Regions from separate parts of the Anser cygnoides genome. Here region 1 is linked to region 2. Evidence: chromatin contacts called from public Hi-C data. All regions are on one chromosome and are shown on one strand. The core of a region is the stretch at or near the end of the contact, and the rest is flanking DNA. Distances in the headings are between cores, read along the strand shown. Region 1 holds the start of BCAS3 (BCAS3 microtubule associated cell migration factor). Region 2 overlaps BCAS3 (BCAS3 microtubule associated cell migration factor).

What was found. Hi-C and Micro-C count contacts between places; a contact is called where the count stands out from the background.
Region 1: a contact with region 2 is called in a Hi-C map of liver, with 9 times the contacts expected there. The contact joins the promoter of BCAS3 here to the enhancer-like site in region 2. A contact is called at or near these places in 2 of 7 Hi-C or Micro-C datasets (both in liver).

What each region holds. Positions count from the first base shown.
Region 1 is chr18:10,612,987-10,616,969 of Taihu_goose_T2T_genome, forward strand. BCAS3 (BCAS3 microtubule associated cell migration factor) reads right to left here and starts at 2,653. Exons shown (of 26, transcript XR_010825687.1): 1 at 2,233-2,653; 2 at 983-1,070.
Region 2 is chr18:10,549,470-10,553,350 of Taihu_goose_T2T_genome, forward strand. BCAS3 (BCAS3 microtubule associated cell migration factor) reads right to left here. Exons shown (of 26, transcript XR_010825687.1): 10 at 625-701. Among named protein-coding and RNA genes, the nearest start is that of BCAS3, 64 kb to the right of the region's middle. Within about 2 kb of position 2,197, at least 2 of the 3 cell types and tissues checked have open chromatin away from gene starts, as enhancers often do. A contact at or near this core is called in liver, where this site is marked.

The DNA.
Region 1 (3,983 bases), core at 1,403-3,902, 64 kb after region 2:
GTTGGAAAAACTTCCACTGAGACTTCTTTTTTGTGGTTTGAAAAAAAGAACAAAAATTTGAAAGAAAAAAAAAACACACAGAACACTTAGCATTAGAAGTCTTAAAATCCATAGCAGAATCAGGTTCAAAAAGTTTATTATTTATACATTTTTCTTTTTTGTAAGTTGACTACCATTTTCTTTTTATAACAATTTAGGAGTTTAACATAAGCAGCAGAACTCTGCAGGGTGCTGCACGTTGCTCAGCATATATAAATTCTCATATAAAACACTTTAAAGCTTTGAAATAAAAAGATACAGCTCATGAACAAGCTGCTATATTTAACCAAAAAAAAAAAAAGTATGGTAATCCTATTATTACAGTGTTTTTATTATTTTTCTAGTGAGCAAGCTTACTGAGAAGAAAAAGGTCACTGCAAACAAATGAATTTGTTGAGAGATTCCACAATACAACAAATTCTTCTTTCACGTGGCTGCAAGACAAACCTCTAACACAATTTATTGTGTTACAGTGGTAGGTTATATGTTTTAATACATCCATCCCTGTTACAAGGTATTATTACAAGAACAGCAAGAAAGGAACTTGGTACACGTGTTCCCTCTAGCCTAAGGAAGAGGTTTGCAGTCATTAATCTATGGCCAGTGTGGTGTTTGTTCAACAAAACTGTGTAAGTAAACAACAAGACATTTTAAGATAAAGTATTTGTCTTTAAACTGTACAACTCTGAAGGCTGATGGAAGGTTTTGGTGTATTACATAAAAAGCAGCCCATTGAGGGAGACAGCTTGACCTGCATAGGCCCAGGAGACAGGAAAGCAACAACTGCTGACTTTCGTTTATTAGAAAATACTCAATGCAACAAAACTGTATTGTCAGCAGAAGCTCTCAGAGCTGGCTTTGCCAGAGAGTTTGGGCTGGGTTCTTCACATACGAGACATAAAAAGTATTTCAAATATGGGCTTTTCTTCCAGAAGGTGCTTACGTGACAGCTTGTGGACGAACCACTGCTCCTCCAGTACATCGACTAGGGCGGCGTGGAGATTCTGTCGCCATTGTTCCTTTGCAGATACCTGTAAGAAGCGCATTTCTTTTTAATAATAATCCTTTGTATAACAATTGATTACTATACTAGTTCTTGCCACATTTTTCAGAATGATGAAAAACTCCTGAAGAAGGAAATGGCTTACACAAACCCGTATAACACCCCTTTACAGCACTCTAAAAAATTATTTTTTCAGTACTTCAAACAACACGCCTCCTGTCATGTGTGTGAGCAAAAAAAAGGCAAAAAAATCAACACAAAGCAGCGTAATAAAATAGAAAGTTTTCTTTGGACTGTACATTAAAGATAATGGTACAGAAATACAGGTGTTATCAGCATTATGTAAGACCGCAATTTAATAAGGCATGATCTCAGAAAATCATGTGTATAAACACATACAGTCATAACTGCTGTGTAATGCGCTTATAAGATCTGTAGTGGGTTACAGTGCAGGTAACATAAAAAGTGTGATGAAACACATTTTACTTTATGTCAGTTTTCGTACCCCCTCAAGTTTGCCTCCACACTTGTAGCGCTTCGCATGTGAATTCGCAACAGCTTCGCTGCAGACAAGGAGACACCTGAGAGGCACCAGAGGTGCCAAGAACCCGCCCAGCCGCTGTGCCCCCCTCACCCCCACCCCAAACCAAGGACTGAAGGGACGCCAAAGGCCAACCCCCCACACGGCACCGGCTGTCAGCAGGGCTCCATCCCTGCGGTCTTAGCCCCTGGAAGTTGGGGCGTTCCGCAGCCTGAGCGCAGCGCGACGCCCGTCCGCCCCTGACAGGAACACCGGGCCGGGACGCGCCGAGCCCCCCTCAGACCCCGCCTGCTCGCGGCGCCGGCCCCGCACCGAGCGGCCGAGGCGGGGTCGCCCCGCAGAAACCCTCCCGCGGGCCCCGGAGCCGCGAGCAGCAACTCCTAGGCAAAAAAATAAATGAAAACGTAAAAATAAAACAGGACAGACCGCCCGGAGCCCGGCGGCGGCCCCCGCGCTGCCGCCCGGCCGCGCTGTCCGTCAGGCCGCGGCCGGCCGGGGAGCGCCGGGACCCCGCCGGGCGCCCCCCGCGGCCTCCCCACAGCCGCTCCCCGGGGCCCCGGCCGCCGCCCGCCCGGCCTCAGCCGCCGCCCCTCGGCTGCCACCCGCCCCCTCAGAGCGGCCCCGTCCCGCCCGGCCCCGCGCCCCTCACCTGCCGCCGCCTCACTGACACTATTTGGGACCCCCACGGGGAATGACACCCAGCGCACCTCAGGCGCCCAGCCAATCACGCGCCGCCGAGGGCGGGCCGCTCCCTGCCGCCATCCAATCCCCGTCTCGGTTTCCAGAACGGGGCGGGGCGCGGAGAGAGCTGGAGAGCGGCTGCGCCCTGCCCCGCCCCGGCCCGCCCCCAAGCTTGGTTGAGGCAGCAAAACACGGCCCGCGCTGCCCCCTCCGCCCCCCCCCCCGCAGCTTTGTTTACATCGAGATCTCGCGAGAGCCGCCGCGCCAGTCCCGCGCACGTGGGCGGGGGCGGGGCCGGCGGGAATGGGCGGGAAGGCGGCGGCCGCGGGGGGGCTGCGGGCGGCGCTGAGGGGGCGCGTGGTGGAGGGCGCCATTTTGAGGCGCCATGTCTGCCCCTGAGGCGCAATGATCGCCTAATAAATTGTTTGTTTCCCGATAATTTCCGTGTAACCTGCCGTGTTTCTGTGCGAAATAGCTAATGTCAGGGCACCGGAGCAGGCTCCCCAGGGAAGGGGGCACGGCTCCGAGCGTGACACAGCCCAAAAAGTGTTTGGACAATGCTCAGACACCCCGTCTGAGTATTTGGGAGGTGCTGTGCACGGCCAGCAGTCGGACTCTGTGCTCCCCCAGGGCCTATTCTAGGATTCCTTCCCTGCTCCTCTCAGCATGAGGGAAGTTTTAAATCGTGGCTTCTCATCTCAGCAAGTTAGTATCATCAAATCATTAAGGTTGGAAAATACTTAAACGTACCTGGTCCAACCATCACCTGACCACCAATGTCACCCACTAAACCATGTCCCTAAGTGCCACATCCAGCCTTTAAACAAGTTGTCCCATCATAGGGTGAAAAAGTGTCAGGCTTTTCTTGAACCACCACAGGCGCTCAGCTGTTTTTTGATGACGGGGAACTGTTTCCTTGCACATGCTGGAGCTCTGTTTCACAAACAGCTTGTGTGACTCAGACCTGATTTATGGAACAGGGACTGCGTTAACACCTCAGCTACACATTGCCACACCGCCCGTCTCAGCTCCGCTAATTAATTTCAGGGCAGTCAAATGATAGCATAGGTGGGGAAAATAAACTGCAGCCAATCCACATCAGCAAGGGAGTTTCTCTACTGCTGAGGAGCTTTGTGTGTTTAACCCTTACTATCACTCAACGGCTCTCCCAGGAAGAAAAAATAAAAAGGAAAAGAGAAGCCTGTTTTTTGTCTAGTTTGTTAAAAGTGAAAAAAAAAGCAGGTGTCTGTCTCTCCAGCTGGAGAAGCCCAAGACCAGAACTGTCAAGAGTAAACAGAAGGAGGCACCACAGTTGAATGCAACCAAGTTTAATGAAAAAATAAATTTTGCATCTATGTAATCAGTCTTTTCTCTTTTTTTTTTTTTTTTTTTTTACATCATAAGCAGCAGCATTAGTCAAGCACTGGAACAGGCTCCCCAGGGAAGCAGTCACAGCCCTGAGCCTGCCAGAGTTCAAGAAGCATTTGGACAACACACTCAGACTCAGGTCTGAGGTTTTGGGTGGTCCTTTGGGGACTCAGGAGTTGGATGTGATGATCCTTGTGGGTCCCCTTCCTCCCCTTCCAACTCGGATATTCTAATTCTATAATACAGATATGGAACTGTTACACTTGCATTTTTTGTGACTTTTTTTTAGTTGAATGTCACAAGGTAAAATTGAAAATAGACAATTACCATCATAGTTTGTTGCAAGGAGTG
Region 2 (3,881 bases), core at 947-3,446:
CTGCTTCAAAATTAAAATAAGGAATTAGAAGCTGAAATTAAACTTTTCAAACACTTCAAGCTTTAATAAGAGTGATAATTGTTTTGCTTGGGATCTATTTTCTTCTTATATCTAGAAATAAGAAAAATTAACTTTTTTTTTTTTCCCCTAGAGCTTATCAATTTCAGCAAGGATGTGAAAAAAACAGATTTCCTAATCTACAAAGTGTATTGCTGAGTTGTCAGACAAACCACAGGCTCTGTTCTGACTCGGTTTGCCCAAAGAGAATTTAAGAATCCTTCCTTGCCTTTCAGAGGTGTTTTAGGATTTTCAAATGCAAAATGGATTGATTGAGTCTCTCACTGAGCATATATGTTGATAGCTTTCTTCTCTGCCCACACGACTTACGCATTTATCAAGTTCATGAACTTAAATCAAATGCACAGAGTAAAGATATGACACATGAATACCAAAGCGCAGCTAGTGTGGGTCAAAGATTAGATCTGTCATCGTTACGCAAGTCCTCTTACAGATCTTTTTTACACAGCTTGTTTCTGAGATTGTTTCTAGATTTCATTCTAGCTCTTGTTTATAGAGTACAAAGAAAAAAAAAAAAGTATTTTTTGAAATCAAATCTTTCCTTACCTTATTTTCTGCATAAGCAAGCCAACGGCTTCCGAGCGCTATAGGATTCATGTTTGGCCCTGGACATGGATAGCAGCCTGAAAAGTTTTAAAAGGCAGCATTAAGAAATATCTTACTGACTTCTTGCAAGGAATTTTACTTATTGCCAAGAAAACAAAAAGTCTAAACAAAAACCTTTCAGTTGCTAATATCACTCAGTAAATGCTTAGATTTTTGTTCCTAAAGATAAGACTGTGGTTAGACGAGCTATTTTGAACAGTTAATTATGTGTAAATAATGGTTTCTCCTTATGTTTGCATTTCTTCATGTCATTTTGATACAGCAGGGTGAGGGAGATTTTAAAGGATTGACTCAATTGGTTCTGTATCTTCACGTTTTAATTAATTTTACTTTATTGACACGTTTCAATTGGTCAATGCTTCCACTTCCAAGCTCTTCCAGATTTTTGTGGTGTGAAAATGTGCATTGTGCTTTTGGTTTTGTTTTTAATTATTCTACATACAAGCCTTTAGTTTCTCAGAAGACTTTTGCATATACTTAACTTTACAGTGAATTTGTCATTCCTTTAAAATCAGTAGCAAAATTTCCATTGTTCATCTGCTTTTTATTACGTTATTAAAAATAGATAAATACACGTGTATAAGGTGAAAATAAAATGTGCAACAACTGAGAATATCACACTTAACTACTAAAATTAAAAACAGAAAATTTAAAACTACTGAAATCAACTAGACAATGGTGAAACAAATTAAAAGCTTAAGTAATCTACAACTAAAAGTAGCATGGTGACCCTCACCCTAATTGCTATTACCGTCCTATTTCCCTGTCTTGTTTCCCCTCTTTTGTTTTTTGTCATTTCAGATTAAGCCCCCTGGGGTGGACGGCTGCTCTTCCTACACCACCGTGTAGCTGTTGCCTGCATTTAGCACTCGAGTCCTACCAGCGTGTCTGAACTTTAACATGCTAGCCCTGACTCCGTGCACGCCTGCGCCGCGTGGTTCCAGCAGGCCGGTTTCAGTGGGATCCTTTGTCCAGGTAGGAGTCTGAAAGTTCAGATACCGAAGTCACACAGATGAAACCAGAAAACTGTTTACTGATTAGGGCCCTGATAACAGGATTTGAGCTTGAGTGTTCAAACTTAAGCTAGTAAACAAAGGCCTTCAGCCACGTGCATAATGCCATTTACTAGACCTAAATCCTTTCTGGTACACAAAAGCCTATATAAATAAGAAATATCACAAAGCGGGGGGGGAGAAGGAGGGGACATCAAACAAACGGCCACTCTCTGTTTTCAGCAGCTCCTGCACTAATACAGACAGGTCAGTAATTCAGATTCTCTTTCACTGGTTGGACAAACCCCAAAACATTAAAAAACTTATAGACTCATCTCTCCTCTAAAGGAGCCCAGGTCAGTCGATCCCGTACCACAGGCAGAAGGAGCACGGTGATGCAGCAAGCGGCATTTTAGAAAAACACAGAAAAAGAACAACAAAAACGTATTGCGTAAGATCCCATTCTGAAAAGTAACATATTAAAAAAACTTACAGATATCTCAGCTAGTATTCCACCAATGTCTCTTTTTGTCAGACTCTTGGATAGTGATCTGCTCATTACAGCGAGAAAAAGCAACTGTATTCACCTTCTTCATTTGACAAACATCGGGATCTTTTCTAACAGGTCCCCAAAACGTCCGTTTAGTGAGGACAACAGGCTTTAAGCTGAGCAGCATCATTTTCCAGGCTCGCAAAACAATGAGAAAGGTGTGTGGGTGATTAACTACAGTGTACAGACACAGTTTTACAAAGATTTGATGAAACTCAAAGACACGTTTGATGGCATTTGGTTGGCACGAGCACGAACAGCTGCTGTACCGCTCCTGCTAGGCCAACAGCTCCAGCTCCTTTTTTAGACCGGAGCAGTGAGGGTATTGCAAAATTCGGAAGATCACAGCAAGCTATTTCAAAGGTCATAAAGCACTGGAAGGAGAAAAGCAGCAATTCATCGAATTAAATCCATCTCAGGCCAGGAAAGCAAAACCAAGCGAGTATTTTCTAAGGCCTTATCACTGCCTTCATCTCAGGAAGGAAAACGAATTCTGAAGAGATGATGCCACAATTGTTATTGCATTCCAGAAGTGCATAAAATGTGGGTAGCCAAAGACTCTTAAGGAACAAAGAAAGCAAGAAAAGGTTGTAAATACAACCCCAAGTAGTAAATACAACCGTGTTCTTCCGATGACATTATAGATCATGACCAGTAAGGTTTTAACGCTGACTTCTGCTTCGGCAATCCTCATCTGGGTCGGTAAGGACATTCAGGTCCACCAGATTTTATTTAGTTTTCTCCCCTTTTACGTACAAAATAAATCATTAAAAGCTGTCAGATGACAACCCTCATCACACAGATCTCCACAGTGACTTCAGAATCACTCACTCGCATTTCCTATATTCTGCAAGCACCTCGTAATATCCTCGCAGCAGAAAACAAAAGGAGTATCACTCAACAGATGCTCTGTAATGACAAAAGCAAGCATTTTAACAACTCGTGGCAAAAAAGAAATGTCTTTCTTGGAAACGGGCACTGTTTCAATTATTTCTGTGAACTGAAGTAACTGAAGAGCTACAAAAGAGCATTATTCTTCAAATCACAAATCAATCATACACAAAGAACAAAGTGAAGTTATCTTAAGAACAGAACTGTTTTCACCAAACCTATTGTAGGTAGTTTGAACTGGATTGGTCAATTAGATACAGCTCCACACACACATCAGCCAGTTCTAATAATATCCTCCAGCGAGGTCAACAATTCAGCTCAGTACTAAACTCCTCTCCGATACGAAAAACAGCATTAAAAAAAGAGCTATTTCCTCCCTTTCTTTTTCTTTGCAAGTCTATGCATTTTGGAAACTCGCTGCAGCACAAGGATAAACAAAGGGTTATACTTTATGGGAAGGAAAAGCAAATTGTTTTTCTGCTTTCCAAAAAAACAGCTGGAGTCAGCAGAACATCATCTACTGGGCAAATGGGACGACAGACACGGCGTGACCTACCAAGCTCCACCGCCCCATCGCTACAAGCCCAGCTCTCTTAAAGATTAACTTCTATTTCTACCAAACTTCAAAACAACTGAGGAAAAATCCATTCTAAGCAACAACAGCAGCAATTTTAGCATGTTTACAATAAGGACGAACATGAGACTGCAGAACTAGCTGTCAAGAAGACCAAAGTTTCCAAGTTTTACTGACAGCATGGAGAGGT